2 separate regions of the Gasterosteus aculeatus genome follow, and region 1 is linked to region 2. Evidence: chromatin contacts called from public Hi-C data. All regions are on one chromosome and are shown on one strand. Each heading gives the region's core, a stretch centred on a gene start, on an enhancer-like site or on the middle of the called end of the contact. The rest is flanking DNA. Distances are from core to core; before and after follow the strand shown. Region 1 holds the start of mn1b (meningioma 1b). Region 2 overlaps LOC120831333 (a long non-coding RNA gene).

Evidence for each region. A called contact is a pair of places that touch in the nucleus more often than the background predicts.
Region 1: a contact with region 2 is called in a Hi-C map of tail fin, with 4 times the contacts expected there. The contact joins the promoter of mn1b here to the enhancer-like site in region 2. A contact is called at or near these places in 3 of 6 Hi-C or Micro-C datasets (skeletal muscle, tail fin and whole body).

Annotation. Positions count from the first base shown.
Region 1 is chr13:14,418,928-14,424,271 of fGasAcu3.hap1.1, forward strand. mn1b (meningioma 1b) reads right to left here and starts at 3,508. Exons shown (of 2, transcript XM_040195349.2): 1 at 1-3,508. The coding sequence starts at 2,396.
Region 2 is chr13:14,337,197-14,342,876 of fGasAcu3.hap1.1, forward strand. It overlaps LOC120831333 (a long non-coding RNA gene), which reads right to left. Exons shown (of 3, transcript XR_005714049.2): 3 at 4,060-4,706. Among protein-coding and RNA genes, the nearest start is that of LOC120831335, 7.5 kb to the left of the region's middle. Within about 2 kb of position 2,360, at least 2 of the 9 cell types and tissues checked have open chromatin away from gene starts, as enhancers often do.

The DNA.
Region 1 (5,344 bases), core at 2,258-4,757, 83 kb after region 2:
TTTCGCTTGCCCTCATTTTGGTTCTTCTTGTTGAAGGTAACGTTAAGATTGGGGGCCCCAAGGCTAGCAATCATGTTCTGGCAAGCCGTGGACAGGGCCGCCAGGCAGCTCTGGCCAAAAACACTGTCTTTAGCGCTGGTTTTGCTGAAGTTCCCGAGGGAGAGAGCTCCCAGCTTACTAACAGACGGCCGCTGGCCTGGGGGGAACTCAGACTGAGAAGGGTAGCTCGCTGGTGATGTGTTCACCCCCTGGGGAGCGCTGTGGGCAGGACCCTGACGGTTAGCCCCCCCATAGGGAAAAGTTGGCTGTGCTCCCATCGGAGGTGCAGGAAATTCAGCTGCCCGCCTCTCTGCTGGGGCATTCGGATGCCCCGTTCCCGCTCCTGGCGACTGCATTTGTGAGAGATTGCCCATGTTGCCGCTGAATTGTGAGTGCATGCCCGGGGAATGGAGAGCCTGTACATGACCATCTCCTGGTATTCTCATGGGCTCCTGCATGCCCATGCCTGGCCTAAAGATCATTCCGGCTCCGTTTTGCTGTAGCCCCATGTCATGGGGCCCCGATTCATTACCCGCTCCACCCATGCGCCGTGACATCATCTCCCCTGGTGGGTGGTTCCCTTGAAACCAGGAGTTCTCCTGAGTTACATGAGGATTTTGTCCATCAATGTTGGGCATCCTGCCAGCATTCTCCCTGTCAAAGCCGGGTTGGGGCATGTTCCCCACTGGGCCTCCGTGAGTCATTGGGCCAGGAGGTACATCGCCATGGTGACCCAGCTGCTGCAGACTGGGCTGCCTCATTCTCTGCTGTTGGTTGCGCGATGCCATTTGTTTTATCATCATGGCTGCATTCTGCCGCTGCTGTAGAGACTGCTGCTCAGGCCCTGGATGCTGAAGGGGACCTGGTGGGAAGCCTTCACTCACAGGTGGGGTGAACTCACCAGGTAGGCCGGCATATGCAGAGGGAGAGAGGTGGTTATCCATTCCACCACACCAGCCTTCACCGCCATGTGCATTCGGAAAGTCAAATCGCGGTCTTTTCGCCATGTTCATATAAGGAGAGTCAAAGTGTTGCAGCCTCTGATTTGGCGGTTGTTGGGAGGGGGGAGGAGCTGGTTGTTGCATATTAAACATGGGGTCCCCATAGGGGTGCATACCCCTATTTTCCAGTCTGTGAATGGGATACTCAAACTGGTTGTGTGGGCCAGGCATCATGACCCCTCCATCCAGAATGTTAGGGTTAGTAGCGCCAGGCTCGGCCTGAGGGGGTCGGGGGAGGCCAGGGGGGCATGAATTCTGTCTGGCTATCAAGCCAGCTTGTTGTTGCTGCTGCTGCATGAGAGAATGTCTTGCATTGACCCCCGGCTCGATTCCCACGGGCACCTTACGACCATTTCCAAAACGCTCAAAAAACACTCCATGCTGAGGCTGCTGGGGTTGCTGGGGCTGTGGTGGCGGCTGGTGTCCCTTAGGGATGCCCGGCATACCTGAGGTCCGTGGCATGCCAGGGTTCCCTGGGAAATTAGCACTGGGGACAGGCCTTCCTGGGCCAAAATGGGGTATCTGAGATTCTGATTCTGATGGGGAAAATACATGTACATCAAAATGTCCAGATGGGGGCTCACTTGGGAAGTTATACTCTAATCCCTCTACAGCTCCCTGGTTGGGCATTCGCCGAGACTCTAGGCCGTGAGACTCAGAGGAGGAGGATGAGGAGGACGGGAGACCGTGGAAGGATGCTGCTCTGTTAGGTGACTGGTCCAAGGGTAGACAGGGGGCGGGGACCGCATGGCTGACACTGGGAGGGCCGTGATGTTGAAAGTCAGGCATGTTACCAGGCCGTTGCTGCTGTTGCTGCTGCTGCTGCGGGGGAAAGCCATCCCCTGCCTGCGCCTCAGCGAGAGGATCAAATCCTTCTCCAAAGCCCTGCTGTGGTCCCATGCCATTGTTGTTGTAGCCCATTAGCCGGCCACCATGCAGACATGATGATCCTGGCTCTGGGCCTCCAAAATTTCCACCGAAATGAGGGTGAGGTTGGTGGGGGTGAGGTTGATGGCCGTGAGGATGCCCTTGGTGAGGTTGCTGGTTGTTAAAAAATCCATGCATGGGTCCTTGCTGCTGCTGCTGCTGAAGTCCGCTGCCTGCATGCATGTCCGAGTGGCCCCGCGGGTGAAAGCCCCCGTACTGTTCTCCGTTCATGTTCATATTGAGCCCGAGCATTTGCGGTTCGCTCAGAGAGCCCATGCCGGGTTCCACGGCTCCCGGCGGGCCGCCAGCGTGAAAACCCGGACTTTTATAATGAGAGCCCATGTTCAGTCTCGATAGGTTTATGTTTCTCTCTGATTGGCGAGGGTTTCTGCTATTAATCTGAGAAGCAAACTGCTCCAGCCCAAACATACTCCCCTGCAATCAATCCCACATGACGGCCAGTTTGCCTGACATCAGCGCACTGTCTGTTTTTTTTTTTTTTTTTACAGTCTGTCCCCAAAAGGAAAAAAAAAGATATAAAGAAATTGTTCAAATGTCTAATGATCAAACTGATTTGTATTCTTTAAATGTTGAAACGCGTGAAATAAGTTAATCATTGCGTTTTATCAATTGTTTTTTGTTTTTCAACTTCTCCAAGGACGCGGGCGCGAGAGGGAATAGACTGTCCAAATACGCACGCAAACTGTGTTCCGGCTCCCGTGTTTATGCGCGCATTTGACGGCTCTGCCTTTTGTCTTTGATTAAGCAAACGCACATAGAACACTGTTATTTAACTTGCTGCACGGGTAACCTACCATAGTCCAAAGTTTTTCTGTGCGCTTTTCTTCGGCGCGAACGTGACAAAAAAGCATCTCCTTGACGAACTAAAAGATCGGGAGCGATCGAATAGGTAATATGACAATTTCTGTCAGCTATTAATTGTTTATTCCAGTCCAATGTCAAAAGTCAAAAGTCCCGGAGCGACTTTTTGTATAAGGTCCCATACTGGAAAAAAAGAGGAAAAAGTCCAATATGAGCCGGATAGTTTAAACTACCCCTGCAGCCTTAGAGCAGAAAAAAAAGATTTCTTGAAATAAACACTTTCTTCTAATGTCTTTCAATATCACGCTAACTGCCAAGCAGACATGTAGCTCAAAAGTCCAATGTGATCGAAAGTCCACAATCTCCAACCCAGGCACCGGAGAACCGGAGCGTCAGTTAACGCGACCTGGACCCGGAGCAGCGCGGCGTGCACTACCCGCACTCCACAACCACGGAGCTGCTGCACAGCATCCTTCGCCCGCTGCCGGTCGCGCGCCTCGCAGAGAAGCGCCTTTTGCCTGAAGTCCTCGCGGTGCGTTTCGCTCCTAACGTGCGCGTCCCTCCGTGTGCCGAGTCGTGCCTGGTGTGGTCTGAGTGCACTTTGGAGCGATTCACAGACACACTCTCACTTCGCACTGCCGCTTGGCGCTGTGTGAGCCTGCAACAAGTTTTGCATTTTTGCAGCCGCTTCCATCAATGAACCCTCCGCCAATCAGAAGGCCCGTAGAAAGCTTCCAGGGCGGGACAAACGCTTTTAAGGTGGTCCATGGGATTGCGCAAAAAATAAAAAATCGGACGTAAGAAATGGCTTTTACTTGAAATGTAATGTTTTTGACGAAATAGCGCAGTATTTTGCACATTAAAACCGTCCATCACGTTTGAATATTCTTTTTTCTTCCAAAACGATTTATTTCTTTGCCACAGAATTGCGGTCTACAACAATCGAGGTGATGGATACAGTTCTGAAACTCCCGTTTCCTCCGCAGGAGAATGAAGTGGATTTCAACATCGTGCCGATCAGTCCTCTTCCCTTATGAACAAACTTTAGCGCTGCACACACTCATCTGAGAAGTGATCAGTACTTCGTTTGGCATTAACATTTCATTACAACAACATAAAGCTCAATGTGATAACTTGCACCAATAACAACAAGCGATTGTTGAAGGAAAAGACGAGCGAAGCTCTTTAAAAGATTTATAAATGAGAGACGGTCTCGCAATGAACACTGTGAATCCACCCTGTTCAGGTGTGTATGTGCTGAATGGTGATATAGTAAATATTGTACTCAGTAGATGGATTTGCAGAGATATGATGGCCAATCATATACGTTACGTAAATATATTGAACCTTGGTGGAAGGAAATAGATCCATATTATCGCGTGTGTGTGTGTGTGTGTGTGTGTGTGTGTGTGTGTGTGTGTGTGTGTGTGTGTGTGTGTGTGTGTGTGTGTGTGTGTGTGTGTGTGTCCAATCAATCTGGCCCCAGTCGTGTGAATTTGTGTCCCAACGGGAAGAAAATCCTCCTTAAAAGACCATCTGAACTAAATCATGTGGACGATATTGGGCTTCGGTTCCGATAGTCAATAGCATTCTCTCAGTGTTATAATCTGTGAAATAGAACAAATTTCAAAGGTTAAATTAGGATAAGTTACTTTATAGGTTAATTAGCCGCAGGCCTACAAAGGCCGAAGTTATCTGTGGAAGGTTAAGTGGTGCAACAACCCGAGATAAGATATTCAAATATTGCAAATGGTTCATCTTCAGGTTCGTGCGTTTGATTAAAAAATCCGAATATAAGGAATTCAGACATAGTAGTCATTTTAAGAAGATTTATATTTCATTTAATTGCACACCATAGCCTTGAGTTTTTCCTCAGGCACGTTTCGGATGGTGTATTCATTGTTATGTAATTAAGAATGTGTGTTCATGTCGTCTGTAGCTCTTGAGTCTCTGTCTGCGTCTTTTAGTGTAGTCGGTTGTGGATTTCGGAGACACCCTGGACCTTCTTTCCCTGGTGAATATTGAAGTGACCAAGTTCACATGCAATTTTCGCGTGTCAAATTTAAACTGTTTGGCGTTAGCGGTCATAGTTTCAAATAATAGATCCTGCAATTATTTTTGATTGTTTGCGTTCGGGGAATCTGGCCTCATAAGATTAACAAAACTAATTTATTTCAAATAAAAGGCAACATTTGGGAATACTGAATACAAATATAATTCCATTTCACTAGAAGGGACAGTTTCTTTAGTGATACTAGAACGTCGTATTATAATGTCCCCGGCAGTGGGGACAGTGGACATTTAAAGAAGTTGGTGGCAGACGTCTCTGCACTTTTGGGGGGAAATGAAGTGGACTTTACCAAACGGACACAGTGCCACCTAGCGGCGGCCAACGCTCACGCACTCTATACAACTTATAGAAAGGAGGCATAGGTCTAAACCAGGACATGCTGTAAATACGATTTGACAAATCGTAATGTTAATCTAAAAACTAGACTAGAAACACTACAAATGGGTTCATAATTCATATAAAGCACTTGTGAGACAAAGTGGAA
Region 2 (5,680 bases), core at 1,110-3,609:
CTGCCCTTCCTTGTCCCTGCGTCTACAGCCTCTTTTAGGAATCTGGGGCCAACGCTCACCATTGTGCTGTCCTACAGGAAGTACGGTTCACTGCTCACTCCCAGCATTCACTGGGTTTCCTGTGTCAGGTTACCACGTCCTGTGTTTATTTTCTTTACTTTTTTGTCTGTATCCACCCTGTAGGACTTTTCTAACATCTACCAAACCATACAAAAGAGAAGATGGCACTATCTCAACCGTTGGGACGACAGATGCATCTGTATTCCCAAGTCTCCACTGGGTGTGCGCGAAAGACTTTTTTCCCACCTAAACCAAAAGCTACCTCAATCAATTTTAAATTAAGCAGTGCATTCAATGGACATTGTCTTTGACTGATAAGCTTGTTACACCTTGAGAAAAGGCTAAAGGAAAGACTTTAACACGATCTCTTCAGAGTAATTATTGCTGTGCTCCTATTTTTTTTTCTTACTTTATTCTCCTCTAAAACTAACAGCTTTGGAGAACTTAGCAGGGTGTGATTGATAGAGAGCATGAATGATGTATAAAGTCTATTTTGCTCAGATCAATACTGAATTTCATAATGACATACCTCGCAAGTACCCCCTTCCACACACACACACACACACACACTCCATCTTAAGTGAGGACATTGCAGGGATTCACTTTTACAAGCCCTCCACTGTATTTCCATTGATGACCATAACAGCACGGCTGTGTGGCTGTTATCATTCCATATCAGTAACTCTGAAGAAGGTGCCTGTCTGCTGCTGACTCTCGCACTTCATCCTAAGTTGCGTTGATAAGGTTAGGCGTTCCACGAGCCTCCACCAACGGTCCACCTGCATGCTAAACGCTGACCTCTCAACCAAAGCAAGTCAGCCCTTCTTCATTTACCCCTGTGAGATTCCCCCTGAGCATAGCTCACCTCTACTGTCCTTCCTCCCACCCCTCTGTGCTTCCGCAGTGACGACCATGCCTCTCCCGCATTCACATCCAACACCCACCCAGGTGACTGCGATGCACCTTGACAGGGGGAGCGGAACCTGTATACATGATCATATATTGCACCATTTGGGCTGAACTCTCTGTTCTCCGTCCAGATGAGCAGAAAGTGTTAAAAGGGGGGGGGAGACTAAACAAGTACGGTGGACGGAGAAAAAAGTGGGATCTGGAAATCATTTCCTACTTAATGTTTATATACAGAGCCGGTGCTGGTCTTTCAGATGGTTTTCAGACACAGACCGGTGTTATGGGACTTCATCCACCCCGGCCAGATACGCTAGGGACAGAACTGGTGACAGATGAGGACATAAGAATCAACTATTTTTGGCGCACTCATATAGGTATGCCTACTCTAAAGTCCGTCCACACAAGAAAAATCTGAAGTACAAGAACTCGAAATAGAAGAAAAATACGTATTTGAGAATCTCTTCCAGTAATTCCAGGCAATATTTGACACACATGTGCTAAAGAGTAAATATTGCCATTTAGATGGATCCAATCACCAAAGAATATCAAACAAATTCCTAAACAATCACAAACATGCTCAACAAAACCTCACATGGCTTCACCATACACAGCAAGCTGTGGATCTATTAACAGACAGCGTCTGAGCATGCATCACACTCTGGCGTTTTACGACAGAGGTCAATCACCGTGACCTCTGTAGGCTTGTATTTCATGGCAGGACTTGGGCAGTGGACCGTGAGGGGGTGGTGGGGGAGGGGGTCAGGGATTTGGGATTTTACCGCTTAGGATCTCATCTCCCTAACTCCCGGGGGATACCGAGCTCAGGCTTGTAATGAGGGGCTTTAACTTAATTTACTTTGTATGAGTGTGCATTGTGTGTATCTGTAGGTGTGTGTGTGTGTGAGAGGGACTGGTGGAGGTCCTCAGGGTTCGGGGAGACCACACTGTGGATAAATAATGAACCCATGTGTGTCACTCGCCAAAATGCCATTTTAAATAACAGGTTTTTTTCCGGCCCCATAAATCATACCTCTGCCTCTGAACATTGAAGCTCAGGATCACAGAGAAGGATCCACTTTTACTGTTGGCAATGTGAGTTTCATGCGCCGTAATTCAGCACTCGCTAGGCAGTTGTGTTTATTGAGTCCTGTGCTATGTGCAGGTAAAGAAAATGAAGTTGTATCATGAATTGATTTTATTTTAAGTCTTTACTCAATATATATTTTTGTTACCACGGCGCAATGATTCTGTCTGCATAAACAAAACTTTTTACATATCCGATCATAACAACATTTAATTTACAGAATTACAAGAAAAGCACAGACACAGAGGATAAAAATGCTGTAGGAGTCAGTAGAGAGCAGGCAAATATATCACAGGAGGAAAGGTGCCGCGGCAGTCGCCTCATCCTATAAAGCACATTGTTTTTTTGTCCAAGGGAAAGATGTCAAAAACTCCAGTTGTTACTATTTCCTGTCTGTTAAGTATGTACACGGAGGCGTCGGTTTACACACTTTTACTCTAAGATCAGCTTCTCCACTTGTGCTTTGCAACCCCCCCCCACCTCCCCATTTTCTTGGAGTTACATTCCACACATAAAATATGCAACCCAAAAGCCTGTGGGCCCCCTCAGAAATAAAGAGAACAGTTACCGTGGCAACCTTGAACAACAGCAGCACACAACATCCTGCTGATGGACAGCACACTCCAGGAGGCCGGTGCACAGGTGCTATTTTCTTTCCAAACATAGAGAATGAAGGAAAAAAAAAGATGTTTATGTTTTATAATACAAAGAAAATTAATCTACCAAATGCTCTTTTTTTCAGGGGCCTTGATGACTTTTGCAGCTCAAATGTTTTGTGTCTACTACACATTTGAATATATTTATTATTTTTTATTACTCCTACCTTACTCCTCCTTCAGACATCCAGGATGTTTTTTCTTAGCAAAGCAATAGCCTTTGAGTACTTCTAAAAGTTGTACAGTAAACTTGTTGCCAAGCGTGCATACATATAAATGATTAAAGACTGCACAGAAATCCGGTCAAACTGTGCTCTCAAAAATGGGGAGGGAAATCAGATAGTTTGGGAATGCAATACGTACAAACAGTAATTCTTCTGCTGATCATTCAATGGAAACAAAAGCAGTGTTAACGTGATATCTTAATTCTTTGCAGCTAAAACATTCCGCTGGCAGACAGTGAGGGAAAATGTAGCAAGTGTCTCTAATGTGATAATAAAAAGAGATGAAACATGAGAAAGATAAAAGGATGCAGAGGGGTAGTGGGAGTTGTGTTTGAGGATGTGTTAGTTGCATGGAGCGCGGGTCCGGTTCCCACTAAACACTTGATCAGTCTAATTAAAAGGAATCTTGGCATGAGACGTACTGAACAGTGGGGACTAAGGCCCCTTGCCAAGTCTACGCTCACCTCCTCTCTCCCACACACATCCACACACTGCCATCATGAGCCACCACAACAACAGGAATAAAAGATCCTGGGCAAATTCTTAAGACGTTCTGGTTCGAGATCCAGCAAAAACAAGGCAAGAAAAACGGTATTTGAAACACAGCAGCGGCTCACTGTCAAGTTGTATCTTCTGTCACTGACCACTAGCTCTCCCGTTAGTCCTCTTAGTCTAAGAAGCACACTAAGGGTCCCTTCGAAAAAAGTATACTGAGTGCGAAAGTGAGTCATCTTTGGCAACTCCTAGAAAGAAAACCAGTCTTTTGGAGCACTACTGTATGTATGAATCAAGCTTATGTATGTGGATGCACTGCCAGGACTTAATGCGTTGCACATTGCTGGAGCATGCAAACACATATATAGTGTACGCTTGCACGCCAGCACACACACACACACACACACACGCATGCACGCACACACACACACACACACACACACACACACACACATACAAACAGCTTAATGTTTGTTCAAGGTTTTATTTTTATTTTTTCAAATAGACTCACTGGGGTTGCTACAACAGTAGGACACCATTTACAAAACAACCGAGCTCTGCAAACTATCGTCTTACGCAGGGGAAAAATATTGTACATTTATATTGGGTGAGAAACAGGAAAAGAGTATAATGCAGACATTTTTCTTTATTAAAACGGGCCAATCTTGGTGTCATTATTATTAACAACAACAAATACAAAATTCCATTACATGAAACAGTATTAAACTCCCTCTTAAGTTGGTCCTAGTAGACATTATGCACAGTACATGTGTGTATATACTAAATTGACTGATAACAAAGAATTCTAATGTTCATTGCAGCGTTTTTCAATAATTTTTAATAGGATTCGAATGGACGTGTCTATGCATTACATTTTATTCCTCAATAATAAATTACACAGCTCTGCAAAAGTTTGAGCATACAAGTACATAAATGATTCATTCTGTGTCCATTGTTTGACCTCCATCGTCTGCACCCTCTCTCTCTGCTGTGAAATTGAACCACGCTGTTGTAATTTCAATGATAAGACAGCAATTTATATTGTGCCTCTGAATGTCAACTTGCCTACAGCCCCAACCTGTCCATTCAAAGACCTGCTCCTCCACCGTGCTCCAGTAAGCAGACAGCAGAAGACAAGCAGGTAATGGAATTGCCACACCCTGTTTGGGTTCAAAGCCATTGGAGCTGTAGAACCGAACGTGGGACGTGTCCGGGGAGCATCACTGGATGCTGCAACTGCTCAACCTGCACAAACTCATTCTTTGCCGCCGTCTCAATCTATGTAGAAGAGGAACAGGAAAGGACAATAAAGGGAAATGTCAGCTGAAATAATGGTGTTTAGGAGTATGCCTGCATGCAGGATTCTGTGCACCAGTGTGCATGCATGGAATACACAGCAGTGTCATGACAAGGCCTTTTTTTTCTCTTCGACAATTCTCTGGATCTGCACCTTTGAGATAAAAGACCTGAGAGGAAGCCTTTTTCTGCCAGTTGTCTACTCCGTCCCATCAACTATTACTCTCCTTCCTCTCTATCTCTAGAACACAGGTTGTCACTGTTGCCACAGCACGAGGATCCACGAGCCCTACCTATGCTTTAAGATTAGGAACCTGTAATTCCTTTTATTGCTGAGGCTATAATGAATATCGTTCTTATTTTGTGATTATCAAGTCTGTATTTGAATGATGAGCATGTTTACTAGGTGAATCTTCCTCTTTTCAACCAATGAGTCATTCCTTACCCTGACACCCACCTTCCACATAAAGCTAAATCTAACAGCTCCATGTGGCATCCGGCCTGGTGGTACCCTCCCTCCCACCTGAACTCTATCAATAACAAAGGTTTGCATCTTCTAGATCACTTTATCCATGGCCTACAGGTTATCTCCTCCGTCTCAACACATAATCCTAGCCAACCCTCTGGAAGCGAAAGAGAGGCAGAGGGAAAGAACGGAAAAGGACCACGTCGAGACAGAAGGAGACACAGAGGGGAGGATACAGAGAGTAAGATAGAGTGGGAAATAAGCAACACAGGTAGGAAGCCAGAAACAGAGAGAAACAGGACAAATGGAAAGAAACAGCAATGCTGTTAAAACAGAGAAGCAACAGGAAATTGTAAACATGTTCCCTTCTCCAACGGCCTTTACCAGGGAGGGGGGAGGGGGGAGGAGGGTGGGGGAGGTGTGTGTGTGGGGGGAGGGGGGGGTCAACGATTGTTAACACATGTGTCCAGGCTTCCTCTAGGCCGTTTAC